2 separate regions of the Columba livia genome follow, and region 2 is linked to region 1. A link is a contact called in public Hi-C data. All regions are on one chromosome and are shown on one strand. Each heading gives the region's core, a stretch centred on a gene start, on an enhancer-like site or on the middle of the called end of the contact. The rest is flanking DNA. Distances are from core to core; before and after follow the strand shown. Region 1 overlaps IRS1 (insulin receptor substrate 1). Region 2 overlaps IRS1 (insulin receptor substrate 1).

What was found. Hi-C and Micro-C count contacts between places; a contact is called where the count stands out from the background.
Region 2: a Hi-C map of crop shows a contact between it and region 1, with 1.7 times the contacts expected there. The contact joins two enhancer-like sites. A contact is called at or near these places in 2 of 2 Hi-C or Micro-C datasets (crop and liver).

Annotation. Positions count from the first base shown.
Region 1 is chr9:17,310,562-17,313,580 of bColLiv1.pat.W.v2, reverse strand. The region is part of intron 2 of IRS1 (insulin receptor substrate 1); the gene reads right to left. Among named protein-coding and RNA genes, the nearest start is that of IRS1, 100 kb to the right of the region's middle. Within about 2 kb of position 1,505, at least 3 of the 3 cell types and tissues checked have an H3K27ac peak away from gene starts, as active enhancers do.
Region 2 is chr9:17,460,114-17,463,132 of bColLiv1.pat.W.v2, reverse strand. All of the region lies in intron 3 of IRS1 (insulin receptor substrate 1), which reads right to left. Among named protein-coding and RNA genes, the nearest start is that of IRS1, 250 kb to the right of the region's middle. Within about 2 kb of position 1,637, at least 2 of the 3 cell types and tissues checked have an H3K27ac peak away from gene starts, as active enhancers do.

The DNA of each region.
Region 1 (3,019 bases), core at 256-2,755:
GAAGAAAGAAAAAAGAAAAAAAGAAAAAAAAAATCAAAAAAATTAAAAAAGGACAAAAACAAGCAAGCAAGCAAGCAAACAAACAAACAAACAAAAACCCACAACCAAAATACTATGGCCCAGTTCAATTCCTGGACCACCAGTTGGCCATCCCAGATATGAAGCATCAGACTCTTATATCCTGTCCTCCATCTAGGACTCACTGACCTCACCCTCCACAAACTCTGTCAGCCCAAGGCTAACAGGTGCTTTCTGTACATTGAGATTTGTCCTGTCACAGCTACACCAAGGACTACCCTGCAGCAGTGAATCTGGGCTATTAGTCAGTGTAAACACAGCCTTGATAGGGTTGTCCCAATTTACATAAGGACATCAAGCCATTCTCCCTAAGTCAGTGATATTTTAGCATTTCAGCAAGTGCTGGATTTTAAGAGCCAGGATCCTGCAAGGTTTCAAGCAGTCTCAGAACTTCCCTGAGCTGTGAAGGGGCATTCCCAGCACCTGGCTGGCTCCATTACAAATGATGTGGTTGTATGTGTACAGGGAGGGAGAGACTTGCCAAGCTTCCCCTGTGTTCACTTTTACTGCTGCCATGCCCCAGGTAATGCAAATGCCATGTAATTTGAGCATTTCTGTCCTTATTAGTTTATGTTCCCTATGATTTCCTTTGCATAGCTGACATCTTGGGTAGCCTGAGGCCTGCTTCATGTGCAGACTTTATACCCATATAACTAACAACGCAAGGTGAGTGGCTTTTCTATTTCAAAGCAATTCATTCAACACTGCCTCTCAGGCAGACCCAGCTATGAGGGTGCCTTGCAGTACTGCAAAGCATTCCTCCTCCCACAGAGACAAACCATGCCACCATCCTCACAGGCCTGCAGCGTGTGTGCTGGGGGTTCGCAGCCCCCGCCAGCTGAGCACTTGCCTGAAAAAAAGAGCCACAGTTCTGTTGATAAATACTTTTGAACTACACATTCATAACCTCGGCATCAAAATGTGGCTGTGACATTTCCTTTTGTTTGCCAGGATAAATCCCTTTGTGCCTTGAGGGGTGGGAGAAACAGCATTCAAAAGCTGCTTCCTCTGATCCGGCCAGGCCCGCCAAGTGTGGCCCTCAGCCCCGCCACTGCCCCAGGCCAGGCAGGGTCCCCACAGCCCCGGCTCAGCTCGCCGGAGGCACGCACCCGCCGGAACGGGAAGGCCCTCATTGCACTCAATTGTTTTCCTGAATGCCTTTATGAACAACAGCGAAAGGAAATATTACAGCCTGGCCGGCGGCCAGGGGCCTGCTTGGTGCTGCAGCGCGGGGCTGGGAGCAGCCAAGGCAAACACGCTCCCAGCACTGCCGCAATTTTCGCCTGTGTTTCAAATTAACCGCTGCTCTCCAGCCCCGGTTTCCAGACCAGGGGATCGTGGCCCTTTTGTTTCTAACATGGCCAGTTAGTTACAGCACTGCTGCCAGCTCACCTTGGCCATCCAGGCACCCACCGCTGGGCCTCCACGCTGGGCTAGCCCCAAGCCCCACTGCCCCCTTGGGCCCCACTGCTGGATGGGCAGGCAGAGCACAGCAGCCAGCTGGGGCAGGGGGCAGCTGGGGGAAACCATGTGCCCCTCAGAGCTACATGCAGTTTCACTTTGAATAAAGGCCCTTCTGCAGCTTGGGAGGTAGAAAAATAAAAGTAGGTTCCCTCCCGTAAGTGCAGTGGGGCTGTGGGAGGGAGCACCCCAGGACACAGCCAGCCATGCCTGTGGAGCCACCATGAACCCCGCCACCCAGCCCCAGCAGGACCAGGTCCTGGGAGAGCCCGGCAGCAAGTCTGGACTCCTGCGGTAGCCAATGGCTCTTAGTGACAGGGGGAGAGGAGGATGAGGGCAAGTTATAGTTCTCACCCTTGCCTGGGCTGCCTCTACCTGCTCATCCCCTGCCTCACCCTTTCAGGGAGATATAAAGAGTATGGCTCCAGGGTGCCCCGTTCGACCCCCAAAACAGCCATGTCCTGGTCACCAGCCAGCTGCCCATGGAGCAAAGCTGGGCTAGGATTTCACCTTTTGAGATAGGCACAGTGGGAGCGCATGTGAAAGCAGTTAACTGTGCAGCTATTTGGTCACAGGAATTTACGTGCTCAGCTGCCGAAACAGAAGGTTGTGTGGTGAACAGGAGATGTTTAATAGATTTGTAGCAATGGGTGGTGGGGCTTTTAAATGTGGCAGTCTCTTCAGCTCCAGAATGAGAAGCACAGTGAGTTCATATCTCTAAACCCATTAACTTCAGAGCAAGGGCAATAGGGTAAAATCTGGCATGGGGCAGAGGCAGAACCAGCCATGCTTTACTCTTAAATCCAGTCATCAGTGGGATCAGAGTGGCACACAGGACGGCAGCTCACACGCTACCAGGAGATCGTTCCTCCCATCGTTTTCCAAACTCCACAGGCAAAGTTTGGGAATCACTATTTTACAAGCCTCGATAACATCCAAGAAATCTTCCAAGCACTACTAGCAACATGTTTTGAGTTTGCAAGAGGCTCTGTCACAGAGAGAGCTCTCTAAAAAATAAAAATTAAGGGGATCAAGATAAGAAAATAAATACTGCTGACCTAGCATTCCATTCCCAGGGTGAAACTCAGGCAAATCAAGCATTTCCTACAGCTCTTTGCAAACATTGCTTCTTTGGAGGCGGGATGAATGGAGCAGTGGACTGGGACTCAGGACACCTGGACTTCATTCCCAGCTGTGCCACTTATCTGCTGAGTAACCTTGGGATATCACTGTAACATGACACTGAAGTCCTCAAAATCTATGAATGAGAAGTGTTGCGCAGGAACTAGGCTATTTCACCATCTTCCCACAGCACTGACATGCAATCCTCTGTCACAGCTGGCATTTCTGTCACAGCTTGCTTACAGTCCTAATCCTGCAAAGAGTTCTCTGTGGAAGGGGCTTCTAATAGAGCAGTTCTGTTTGCAAGAAATGAGTCCAAAAGAGATGGATTAAGCCAGAGGCATACTTCTACCTGGAT
Region 2 (3,019 bases), core at 388-2,887, 150 kb before region 1:
CACCAAAAACCAAACCAAACCCAACGACAAAACAACAACAACAAAAAACCAGAACCACAAACGTGATTCAGAGAAAGGTTTTCAAAATGTCTGCCAAGCTTCTCCACCCTGGGCTGACCATCACCATTAACTACTAACAGACAATAAATGTAAGCTGTTGTAGCACATAATAAGGCCAGGCTGCATTGTCGTAACCACTGCAAACATTAACAAGCTCTTTTTCCTGGGGCCTCAATATTAGCATTCCCCATGATAATTTCAAGGTGATGAAGTGAGACATGCAGGCTGTAATACCAGATATGGGTTGAGTGGTTGAGACAGGCCCATAGAATTGATATAGACTGGTAAGTCTTCTTCAAAATTATGTTAACTGATGGAGAGACCATTACTAGATTGAGTCATTATGACTGGTTAGGAAGTTAAAGCTCAGGGTTGGTTTAAGTTCCAGTTGTAATTTCTTTTTTGGCAGAGAAATTATGTTCCTCTGAGAAACAATCTGCTCCTAAAATGTATTGTTCTATGTTACCTATAGAACACCACAGGTTTACATGATATTATACAGGTAAATAGGAGAAAACGATGGTTCAAATTTGACGTTAAACAGAATACTGAAAGCACGCAATAGTGGTGGAAGCAGGAAGAAGAGATGCATTTTATCAATAATGGGTCAAGAAACTAGGCTGAGTCTAGGACTGGGTCCCACTGGACTTCCTTCTCAGGCCTTATTCCTCTTACAAATTCCTGAACACACCACCACAAATAGCCTCTGATTTGCCCCATGACTGCAGGAGGTTAAACTCACAACACAGGTGACATCCACAAGAAATAGGTCCAGGTGATGGCAGTGCACTGATAACTCCCACACACTTTTACATGTAGCCACTTGCATGAAGTTCATTTAAGGTAGAGAAGCAGAGTACAAATGTGCCATAACCAGACCATGAGGCTTCTGCAGCATCTGCAGTGTGGTTCTCTCAGTGCTAAGCAGCCTGGAAAGAGAAATGTTCAATGCTTGTGGCCTCTGCAGTTATCCTTATGAGCTGGATTTCCAGTTTGGCTCAGTCTCTTGGAGGCCCAATGTAAATGTGGCAAATAGGCGGTTAAGAGCATTCAACTTTAGATCAAAATCCCTAGCTCCACACTGTCTGAATTAGGGCTTTTTCCAGCCTTATAAAGTTTAGTCATTCATTTCATTCAGGACTTGACAGTATGTTAGGGAAGTCAGAAGACAAAGTAAAGGGAGAAGAAGAAAGAAAAGGAGAATAACACCTGTCTCTGCAGCTGGTCAACAGGCAGAGCTTTAATGTGCTGCCTGCTGGGAAACAGGGATGGTCTCATGTTACACTGAGCCTTCAGCAAAGGATGGAGTTTGCAGAAAGGAATCCTGCAACTAGAAGATGTGAGGCTTGGGCTTCAGCCAAAAACAATGAAGAACAGCATTAAATGAAAAGTTCCATAAGTCCAAATGCATTCAATCATTGAACAACACACAGCTTTGTGGTTTGAAAGAATTTAAAAAAAGAAATTTAAATCGTCACTGCAGAGCTACCAGTTGTTTCTGATTTTGAAGAATAATCACTATTTTACCCTTAACTACCTCCAAATGCTTCCCAGAGTGACCATAGTCACCCATAAACAGACCTAATATCTTCATTTAGGAAGAACAGACCAAGCCTGATAAAAGCTGATATGCTACACTGGAAATTGCTTTAGTGCCTGAAGCAGATTTTCATCTTTCACAGACTAAATTTACCCTAGTAAGCAGCACCAGTTTTGCTTTAGGTTACATCCTTAGAAGCTCATTGACTAAAATTGAAAAGTCATTGAAAAAGATTGATACCAAAAGGATAATAGAGAAATATAAATAATGGTATTACAGGAGACGTTTAGAGAGTATAATCTTAAGAACAGCAAAGAAAGGTTGTGGCAGAAAGCCGTAGAATAAAATAAAAAATAAGACTTGAGCTGAAAATCCTAAAGCAGTGAAAGCTGCATAGGTCTACCTCTGAAATGAAACAATGGAACAGCAAGGACAGGACTGCAGAACGTCTCACAAAAATTATGAAAGCACTACAGAACCAGGGAATAAAATCACATATTAGAAGCCAAAATGGTCTCAATAACACTGACTGCTAGAAAGGGATACAGGTATGTACAGGAGCAGATCAGTACTGACCTACATTTTCAGCAGTAACTTCTAACAAAGAAGAGTCTTTTTTCCTAAGGGATCCAAAGCATCTTAAACTCTCCCTCATTTTGGTAGGACATGAGAGGACTGTAACCTTCCCTGGCAAGGAAATGGGTGGGGGACATACCACCCCCAAAACGTTGTTGAGAAGTGAACTATTGGAATGACAATTTCACAATTTCAGGAACCTGACAAAACATTAAGGATTTAAGAAAGAGTTATTTAAAATCCTGTGATTTTTGGAAGGGTACTTATTGGATGAAGTAGAGTTTGATGTGCTAGAGTTTGAAGAATTAGTAAATATTTTAAGATCATATACAGGTAGAGTTTTTATTGGCCCATTCAAGTGAGGAACAGGATTCACATTAACAAGGCTATTTGCTTTATGGGGTTTCTTATTTTATGGCAGACAATAATGATCCTTTGGAATAAAAAAAATCCATAAGCTGTATTTCAGCTCTTTGTTTTCAGGTTCATTGCTAGAGATTCAATGACCTAAGATCCCTTTAATCTTTGGTTTTATGATTCTATTAAACAAATGATAAATAAAAATTTCCTCTAGACACATAGGGTGGGGGGTGGAAATCACCAAAATACTGGAAAAGGATCCAGGTTTTCAGTCAGTTGAAACCACCCTAATTGGCTGGCATGTTTTTCTGCACTTATTACAGTGAATGCTGCCATCTGTTTCTTACTTCAAAAGAAATAGTCAAAAAGATAAGCAAGCTAACAGAGAAGTAAGTCTTATCATGCATATAAAATATTTTAAAAAGCATAGTATCCACCAGCTCCCTGTGGATAGAATATTTTCAGTCTCAACATTATAATTAC